Regions from separate parts of the Mus musculus genome. Here region 2 is linked to region 1. The links are chromatin contacts, called in public HiChIP or PLAC-seq maps. All regions are on one chromosome and are shown on one strand. The core of a region is the stretch at or near the end of the contact, and the rest is flanking DNA. Distances in the headings are between cores, read along the strand shown.

The links. HiChIP or PLAC-seq counts read pairs in DNA pulled down with a chosen protein or histone mark.
Region 2: an H3K27ac HiChIP or PLAC-seq map of T-cell acute lymphoblastic leukemia shows a contact between it and region 1, with 2.9 times the contacts expected there. The contact joins two enhancer-like sites. A contact is called at or near these places in 3 of 115 datasets of contacts at active chromatin or transcription factors (DN3 thymocytes, T-cell acute lymphoblastic leukemia and large pre-B cells) and 1 of 9 other capture datasets (embryonic tail).

What each region holds. Positions count from the first base shown.
Region 1 is chr17:12,483,129-12,487,886 of GRCm38.p6, reverse strand. All of the region lies in intron 1 of Slc22a3 (solute carrier family 22 (organic cation transporter), member 3), which reads left to right. Among named protein-coding and RNA genes, the nearest start is that of C030013G03Rik, 19 kb to the right of the region's middle. Within about 2 kb of position 3,101, at least 9 of the 459 cell types and tissues checked have an H3K27ac peak or open chromatin away from gene starts, as enhancers often do. A contact at or near this core is called in T-cell acute lymphoblastic leukemia, where this site is marked.
Region 2 is chr17:12,792,721-12,797,557 of GRCm38.p6, reverse strand. The region is part of intron 1 of Airn (antisense Igf2r RNA); the gene reads right to left. Among named protein-coding and RNA genes, the nearest start is that of Igf2r, 25 kb to the right of the region's middle. RefSeq lists an enhancer at 4,488-4,837. Within about 2 kb of position 3,132, at least 112 of the 459 cell types and tissues checked have an H3K27ac peak or open chromatin away from gene starts, as enhancers often do. A contact at or near this core is called in T-cell acute lymphoblastic leukemia, where this site is marked.

The DNA of each region.
Region 1 (4,758 bases), core at 1,852-4,351:
AAACATTCCTACTGTGATGGTGGGCACTGATAGCGAACCCTGAAAGTTAGGGTACGGCTGAGCTGAATTTTAAGGTTCTTTGGATAGATGCTAAACTTTAATCTTTGGAAATAGTTTAATAGGGGCAGGAGAGATGGATCAGAGATTATGACCACTGTCTGCTTTTCCAGAGGACTTGGGTTTCACTCCCGGAACCTACATGTTAGCTCAAAACCACCTGGCAACTCCATTCCAGGGGACCTGAGGCGCTCTTCTCATCTCTGTGGGCACCAGGCAGACATGTGCTGCACAGGTGTAAATGCACATGAAACACACATAGTAGACGAACAAAAACAAACAAAAGTAGCTTAATATCCAGTAGAGACCAAAACACTATAACATACTCCATTTAACCTTGAGGTTAAATTTCATGCTTAGAAATTTTTTTAAGTGGCATTTGGATTTATTTTATCTTGTGTGTATAAATGTTTTGCCTGCATGTGTATATGTGCATCATGTGTGTGACCAGTGCCAGTGGAGATCAGAAGAGGCCATTGAATCCCCTGGGAACTGGACCTATGGGTGGTTGTGAGCCAGGAAGTGAGCCAGAAACTTCTTTCTTAATTATTAGAAAACATAAAAACTATAAATGTTCCCAATGGAGAAGCTAGAGAAAGCGCCCAAGGAAGGAGCTGAAGGGGTCTGCAACCCTATAGGTGGAACAACATTATGAACTAACCAGTACCCCCCGGAGCTCGTGTCTCTAGCTGCATATGTAGCAGAAGATGGCCTAGTCGGCCATCATTGGGAAGAGAGGCCCCTTGGTATTGCAAACTTTATATGCCTCAGTACAGGGGAATGCCAGGGCCAAGAAGCAGGAGTGGGTGGGTAGGGGAGCAGGGCAGAGGGAGGGTATAGGGAACTTTCGGGATAACATTTGAAATGCATATAAAGAAAATATCTAATAAAAAAATAAAAAAACCAAAGACAGTATGGAACAAAAATGTTTTCTACATTATGATGACTATACATGGATACATGCAAAAGAAAATGCATGTGGTCTTTATGAGAAATATTTTAATTAGTGAAATCATTGTAATTTACCCTGTACATATCTCCAAGTTCTTTCAAAAGAAAATAAAATATCAATTCCATCTTGCAAGAAAAAAAAAGAGCTTGGTTAAAAATAAAAATAGGGACCTAGTGAGGCAGTTCCTTGGGAGATCCAGCCAGCAACTGACCAATGCAAATGTGGATGCTTGGAACCAACCATCAGACTGAGCTCAGGGAACCTGGTGGGGGAGGACTTGGGGAGCAAATGGGGATTGTAACCCCATTGGAAGAACAACATAGGTTGCCTAACCACTCAGTCCTCCCAGAGTCTAGATCATCAACCAAGGAGTGTACCTGGAGGGACCCATGACTCCAGATACATATGTAGCAGAGAATGCCTTGCCTGACAGCAATGGGAGGGGAGGCCCTTGGTCCCAGGGAGGTTTGTTGCCTAGCATAGGGGGATGCTGGAGTCATGGGGCAGGAGAGGGTGGGTGGGTGGGTGGGCGGGAAGCACCCTCATACAGGCAAAGGGGAGAGGGAGAGCAGATGTGGGATGGGGTGGTGGTAGAGGGGTAGCCAGGAAATGGGATATCATTTGAAATGTAAATGAATGGAATGATTAATAAAAATAATTTTTAAAAACTATAAATGTAATATTAGACCATACTAAGTCTTAGTGGAGGAGACTGCATTGTTCAGTAGAAAAGAAACTATCCAAATGGGCATCTTACATGAAGTTTTTAACTGGAAGAAAACCCCACAGTGTAATTAATGGAGTTACTTAGGGTAATAATCATATATGCCAGGTCATAATCATGGCACAACAGAGGTAGCAATGAAATCCAGCCTGTATGGTTTGACAAGTCATGGTCTCAAGAAATAAAACATTTAGAAAAACAGCAATAAGGCTGAAACCCAGCCTCCTTCAGCAGGGTGAATGCTGACCTCTGACCTAGATTCTGTGATTAAACATACAGTGTGCATTTGAACAGTGACATTTTATTGCATGTGAAGATGATCTGGCAGGAATGGCAATAACATTATCAAACAAAGCTGTGAGCGAAGTTAATTCCTGGCCCTTCGAATTGCATTAGAAAAGAGTGACCTTTGGTTGATCACGTTGCTCTTAGGAGAGTAATAAAAATTCTTTTTTGTATACTTTTGAGTGTTTATAACTGTCATGTTTTTTTTCCTTCTCGTGTAGTCAATTTCCCATCTCATTTAATAGCAAGTTGTGGAGATATTTCTCCTTTAGGAAATGTTGTGAACATTTTGTCCATGATAGCCATAGAATCTATCCACATCAACACATAAGCAGGCTATAAATTATTTGAAAACTTTTAAGTAGTTGTCTTTAGATTGTCTTTTCCATCCACTCTGATTCTCTGCAACATCTTTGCTTAAAAAAATAAATTAAGCTATATAGAAGCTCTGACTCTCCAGCTGTAGTCAGATTTGAATATTGTCCCAATCAGTCACAAGCATGATCACTCTCTTGAGTTAATTTTAACATTAGGTATGTGGTTAGTGTGCCTCATCTATTCACTTGTTTCTAAAAAATGTAGCCTTTCCACCTTAACATCATTGCCTTGGTAGTAGACCGTGGGGTGAGCTGGGACCTATGTCTCTATTTATCATTAGTTTTAAGAAGAGGAGGAGAAGGAGGCAGGAGGCAGCAGCAGCCAGGCATGATGGGTCACTCTTGGACTCTCTGCCTTCAGAAGGCTGGGGCAGGAGGATCAGGAGCAGACTGGGTCACAGGAGATCTTAGCTCATAACCCACAACAACAACACTAACAAAGGAAAAAAAGAGATAAGAAACAAATATGAAATTGTAATGTTTACTTGGGAGAATAAAGGTCTACAAGAAGGCGAGTCGTTCTGAAAGGTGGTAGACAAAGAGTTCGAGCCAGAGCAGAAAAACAGCGAATGGGAAGAAATGACTATGGAGACCGGCCCCAGCCCAGGGCCACATCATGCAACTCTATCATTCGAAGGGGGACACATGCACTGTGTGGTAGATTGTGTTAAAGCAAACCCCAGTGATAATCAGATAAGGATACAAAGCATCTACCTCTCACTACATTCAAAGGTAGACTCGAGAACCTCAAAGCCAAATGTCAAAGCAACTGAAGGAAATAGAGGCGGGTGTGACAAAGTCGGGGGGGGGTGATTAATTAATTTAATGCATATGTGCACACATGTGTTTTGCATGTGAACATGTTCTGGAGATTGATGTAGTGTCTTCTATGGAACCTGGAGCTGCCCAGTTCAGCAAGATTTGCTGGCCAATGAGTGTAGAGTTCCTCTGGCCTTTGTCTCCCCACCTCTGGGATCATAGGGGGTTACCACCACACCTGACTTCTTATGTAAGTAGGGGACTGAAGACAGTTCCTGATGCTTGCTTGGCAGGGACTTGACCAACAGAGTCACTTCCTTCGCCCCAAGGAAAGAGTTTTAAAAACAAGAATCTAAAAGTGTAAAATATGAATCAAGAGCCAATAATCTAGACATTGAAAGATTAGATTCTAATTTTTTAGTGAAGACAGTGGCCAATGATGGAATAGCATTAGGTAGAAACAGCCAGCCGACATCTGTACCATTGTGTGCCGTACACACCCAGCACTTTAGGGATGCTGACTGTGCTACCCAGGGTTGCACACACCTCATGAGTACCCTGTGATGGCTCAAGCTGAAATACCCATTTTGTAGAAGGAGGTGATGGTACAGGGAATGATATAAATTTGCCTTTGGAAGCCCTGGGGTTGGTGAAGGAGAACTGGAAAAAGTACCTACAAGGTCTGAACTTGTATATGCTTACAAATGATTCTAGAATATAAGTGGAACTTCTGTAAACTTACAAGAAAGTCTTGAGAGTGGGCAAAGGGCTTAGGAAGAGAGGCAGCAATAGAGGAGCCTTCCTTGCAAGGTCCCTCTGCACTCTGATCCACTGTAGCCGATAATGACATCATGTACCCTAAGTCTATGATAAAGTTGGTGTCCAGTGTCCTGAGGCTGCCAATGTCATGGTCCTCTGTAGCCACTCCTTGGCTGTTCCAGGAGCTGTGTGGTGGGGGCATCCTGCTGCTTCAGGACAGCACAGAGCCCAGGCAGGTGAGACTCTCTGGGCAGCTGTTTGCCCAGATCCTGATCATGGCTTTGTATGTGTGCAGGTGTGTCATTCATGAGAGGTAAGTCTGTACTTTTAATAGCTGTGTAACCCGAATTGTTTTGGTAACACAGGTTTTTTTAGGAGTGTGTATGTGTGTGTGTGTGTATTTGTGTGCATCTGTGAGTTTGTACATCTCCGTGTGTGTTTGTGTGTCTTTGTGTGCCTGTGTGTGTGCAAGTGCATCTCTCTGTGTGTATCTGTCTGTCTGTCTCTGTGTATGTATCTGTGTGTATTTGTCTGTGGTCTGTGTGTGTATCTGTGTATGTGTATATCTGTTGGGTGTGTGTGTGTGTGTGTGTGTGTGTGTTGTCACATATGAATTTTTAGGCGTTGATTTGTCTTTAAAGGGCACAAAGGCACTGGATAGTGCTCAAAATCTTTGGCAGACCAGATTCTCTTATATTTTTGGTTGTGAGCCTAGCCTTTAACGGCTGAGCCATCTCTCTAGCCCGACCAGATTCTCAAAGTCATCTGGGTTGGCAAATCTGCACAGCACCCTAGGATAGGATGTGCCGGCTCAGCATGTCTTCCCTCCCTCCCCACCTCCCCAC
Region 2 (4,837 bases), core at 1,883-4,382, 310 kb before region 1:
ATCTATCTATCATCTATCTCTCATCTCTCATCTATCGATCTACCTATTCTGCCTGCCTATCTATATCATCTTTCTATCTGTTTATTTATTGTGGACTGGAACCTAGAAGTTATCCAGGATATTTCCTTTTCTGAAAAGAAAAAAGTTCAGCCTTCCAGGATTCTTTATTAATAACCATTACACTCTATGAAGAATATGTTATCCAAACAGCAAATTATAGCAGAACGTGGTAGCAGACACCCATAATCCCATCTCAGGAGGCAGAGGCATGTTTGAGGTCAGCTAGTCTCTATAAGTGAGATCCTGTCTCAAAAAAAAAATCAAGTTATACTGAGATCAATTTTTTAAAACATATTTCTTAAATTTTATTCATATGGGTGTTTTGCTTATATTTTATGCCTGTGCACCATGTGTATGCCTGGTGTGAGTGGAAGTCGGAAGAGAGTGTCAGATGCCCCTGGAACTGGAGTTACAGACAGTTGTGAGCTGCCATGTGGATGCTGGGTATTGAACTCAGGTCCTCTAGAAAAGCAGCCAGTGCTCTCATCTACCAAGCCATCTCTCCAGCCCCTTAGAGTAATTTTAAAGTTGAGAATGGGGGTGCACACCCATTATAACCCCAGCATGTAGGAGGTGGAGGCAAGAGGACCATGGGTCAAGGCTGTCCTGGTCTCAAAAACAAACACAACTATCAGTCTCAGTTCTTGTGTGCGATAACCTCAAATGTTCGTTCAGTTGATGTCTGTTTGCTGTGTGGAGCAATGTTAGGCTTCCAGAGATAATGAGATATGATCTCTGCTTTCAGGGAGCTCTAAAAATGCTGAAAAAGGGCAACTTATATACACGTCTAAACTAGGAATGGTGGCATGGCACTCTCCTGCAACCCAAGTCACAGGAAGACAGAAGCAGGAGGGTCACTAGTTTGAGGCCAGCCTTGGCTTGACAGAGCCACTTGTCTAAAAATAAAAAAAGTTCAAATCTAAATTACAAGGCCCAAAGCATGCATTTGTTATAATAAGAGATACAATGGACTGGGGTTGAGACACTTTGGAAATCAGGCAAAATCTACTGAGAAAGGTGGCACTAGAGTCCCTCTAGGGAGTCACTATACCTTCTTGGGAAAACAGGGCATGGTGGGCCTGCCTGAAACTTCAGCATGTGAGGGATAGACACAGGCCAATCAGGAGTTGGAGGCCCGTCTAGCACACATGAGACCCTGTCATAAAGACAAACCAAAGGAGGCACATAGGAGGGTTCTAGGTAGAAACCTGTGGGTCAGTACAAAATTTTTGGATCAAGTACCACTATCCCAGTCATAGTACATAATTTTTTTCAGCTCTTTGAGGCAGAGTTTCTCTGTGTAGCTCTGACTGTCCTAGAAACTTACTTTGTAGACCAGGCTGGCTTAGAATTTACAGATCTGCCTGCCTCTGCCTTCTAAGGGCTGGGATTAGAGACGTGAACTAGTCCCATTGCCCAGCCTAGTCAAAGTATTGTATTTGTAAAATACTTGGACATAATTTAATGCACAAGTGGAAAGGAAGCTATTATGATTGGCTCTTGTGTTTTCTTCCCGCATCCCACAGGATTGTCAGGTCTGTTTACACACACACACACACACACACACACACACACACACACACACACACAGATAACCATACCCCCACACACACTCACATTCACTCACCCACCCACACCGGTGGCTTTAATGAGAAGGGTTATTTAAGATTATTCTGATGAGTTTTGTTTTAAAATTCAGTGTTCAGCAGGTAAAGGCCCTCACCACCAAACCTGATGTGGGCGGAGAGAACCAGTTCCTGTGAGGTAACCTCTGGCCTCCACTCGAAAGCTCCAGGTGGGCACATTCCCCTCCCCCAGCAAGATAAATAAATGTATGAGTGGTAAAACACTGATTGACTGAAAGTGAATAAGGGAGACAGGAGGGCGTCTGGGAAAGAGAGTGGGTCTGTTCTGCCTAAGCCAGGCGCTAATCCACAGCAGGGTATTGTTTATCTGTCTTCAGGAATCTGGAAATGTAACTAGGAACATCAGAAAAACCTCTCAGTAGAGCAGAGTCGACTGAGAGGTTGACAGCAAACTGGGGATCTGTGATGGTGTTCAGGAGGCACAAGGGAAAGAGAAGCGCACAGAGGCAAGGACAGACCTCAAAGGATGCAGATGCCTCTGGAACCCTGTAGCTTGAGGTGAACCTGAGATGAGGTTTTTCATCTGGAAGTGTCCTGACAGGGACAGACTGTTTGAGGACACCTTAGCAGTTTTGCCCAGTTATGGTGGCACACACACAGGATCTCAGGAGATAGAGGAAGGGAGATCAGGATTTCAACACTGTTCCCAGCTCCATAGGGAGTTCCCAGGCAGTCTATGTATCTCAAGTCCAGGGCTGAGACTCAAACCCTGGTCTCTTTGAGCACTAGGAAGTCTACCACCTACCTTTTTTTTTCCTTATTTTTTTAAAAGACTTATTTATTTATTATATGTAAGTACACTGTAGCTGTTTTCAGACACACCAGAAGAGAGTGTCAGATCTCGTTATGGATGGTTGTGAGCCACCATGTGGTTGCTGGGATTTGAACTCAGGACCTTATGAAGAACAGTCAGTGCTCTTAACTTCTGAGCTATCTCTCCAGCCCTACACCTCCAGCTCTAAGTGGGTCAGACCTCCTGAGGCATCTCCAGTGGCTGGGGGAGGCCTGGTCTGGAGGCAAAGACCATCAAGCAGCTATCCTGAGGGTGGCCTCGGAGATGGAAAAGAATAGACCGCTGATATTTTTCCTTGCCTGTGCGAACCCCGCGATGCCACATCATATACCCCTACATCCATTGCTTCTGGGCCCCATTGAGACCAGTTCCGCCCGTTTGTACAAGTGATTATTAACTCCACGCCAGCCTCAGGAGTCTTTTCAATATTTTGTGGTCTTGCTTCTGTTTTTCTTCTGCCAAGGACTGCTCACTCCATGGAAATCTTGGTTAACCGTAAGATCTTGCCAGAGAAAGCGAATGCCTTCGGGCGAACACACCCAGGAAAGCTGGTCTCTCTCCTACGTGGCTAGGAGCCTCCAGGAAGAGGGCTCCCTTGTTGTGATTGAATAGTATCGAAGCTGTTTTGTGTCTAGTTGTTAACATGTGTCTGCTTGCTTTCACCTAACATTCCAGCGCTGAGAAAGGCCCAAGTCCCATCAGTCTTGGCAGAATCTGTTCAAGATGCTTTCCTCATTTAGTAGTGAGAAAGGGTTGGGTGGAGGCCAAGGTCACTGGGAGACTCTCCCCTGGTGCTTGAGAGAGCTTCCTGCCAAGATTTCCTATCCCCTTTGGTGGCAGATTTGCTGTGGGAACAACCTCACCATCTGTACGGAGCCTGCAGATAGAAAACACACAGGACATGTGGGCCTCCCTGCCCCAGGCCTGCACGAGCTGTAATCGACACCCCTGTTGCCTGCTCTTGGGAAACAGGAAGTCTGAAGGAGTGCTTGTGGTTCCACTGGGCATTTCAGCAGCTCCGGGACAGAACCACTTAAACAGTCAAATGCAGCTCCCAGGTGCAGAGCAAAGTGGCAATCGGCAATAGCTGCTTGCAGGAACCATTTAGTACATAGCGATTTCAAAAAAAAAAAAAAAAAAAAAATCTTGGGGATGGAGAGATGGCTCAGCAGCTGCGAACACTTGCTGCCTTTGTAGAGGGTGTGCACATTAGCTTCCCAGGACCTATGCAGTGCCTCTCAGTGGCTTGCAACTCCATTTCCAGGAGCTCTGAAGCCCCCTTCTGGCTTCTATGGTCACTGTGCAAAGGTGGTTGGTGCTCATAACCCCCCAGAGGCTCACACACATAGTCAATGAATAGTTATTTTAAAAAAAAAAAACAATAGAACATTGTCTTTCTTTTCCCCCCATGAAACTGTCTATAGGTCTGTTGTGGTGGAACTATTCCACCCTTGCTTGTTGAGGAAATCATTTTTAAGAGGAATGAAGACAGGCCGAACTCATGTAGACCCAACCAGAAGAATGTATTATAAGGATTATGGGTAAAGTTTAATTGGAAGAGTGCTGACCAGGCTTGCATGTACCACATAAACCAGGAATGGTGGTACATGCCTATAATGTCAGCACTTGGGAAGTGGAGACAGGAGGTTAGAGGTTCGAGGTACCTCTTACTACATAGCAAGTTTGAGGCCAGTTCAGGTTACTTGAGACTCTATCAAAAAAAAAAAAAAAAAATCCCAAAGGCAAGATGGTGAACAATATGGAAAAAAAGAGAATTTTCTGCCTGAAGCGATGAACAAAGTCCACGGACTCTCACAATAGCAAGGTATGCCATTCAGGGTTTAGGTTTTTTTTGTTTTGTTTTGGTTTGGTTTTTTTTTTGTTGTTGTTGTTTTGTTTTTGTTTTTATTTTTACTTCAGAAAAATACCAGGATTGAATCAATCCAACGGGGGAAAAGTTTACTTTTGCATCCTGCTTAGGACTGTTCTTCCAAGGTCTTGCTGGGTACCAGGATGACTTATCTGAGCGTCTACACTGTTGTGTGGCAAGCCTGAGACACAGCTGATGGAGATAAGAACTGTAAACGTGTCAAAATGGAGGAAGGGATGAGTGAGCTGGTGGGACGGAAGAAAAGTGGATCAGAAAGAGGATTCCCTTGAGCCACCCCCTCCCCCATTCTGTTGTTAATCTGACATGGGTGAACCTAGGCTAGCATGGCCCCCTCTGTGGGGGACCAAGGCTAGTGACACAGGTCCTGTGCCCTGATCCTGGCTCTCATCCTGCAGTCTCACAGGCTGGATGCCTTGTCACTTTGCCTGTTCAAGGTTCAGCACGTGC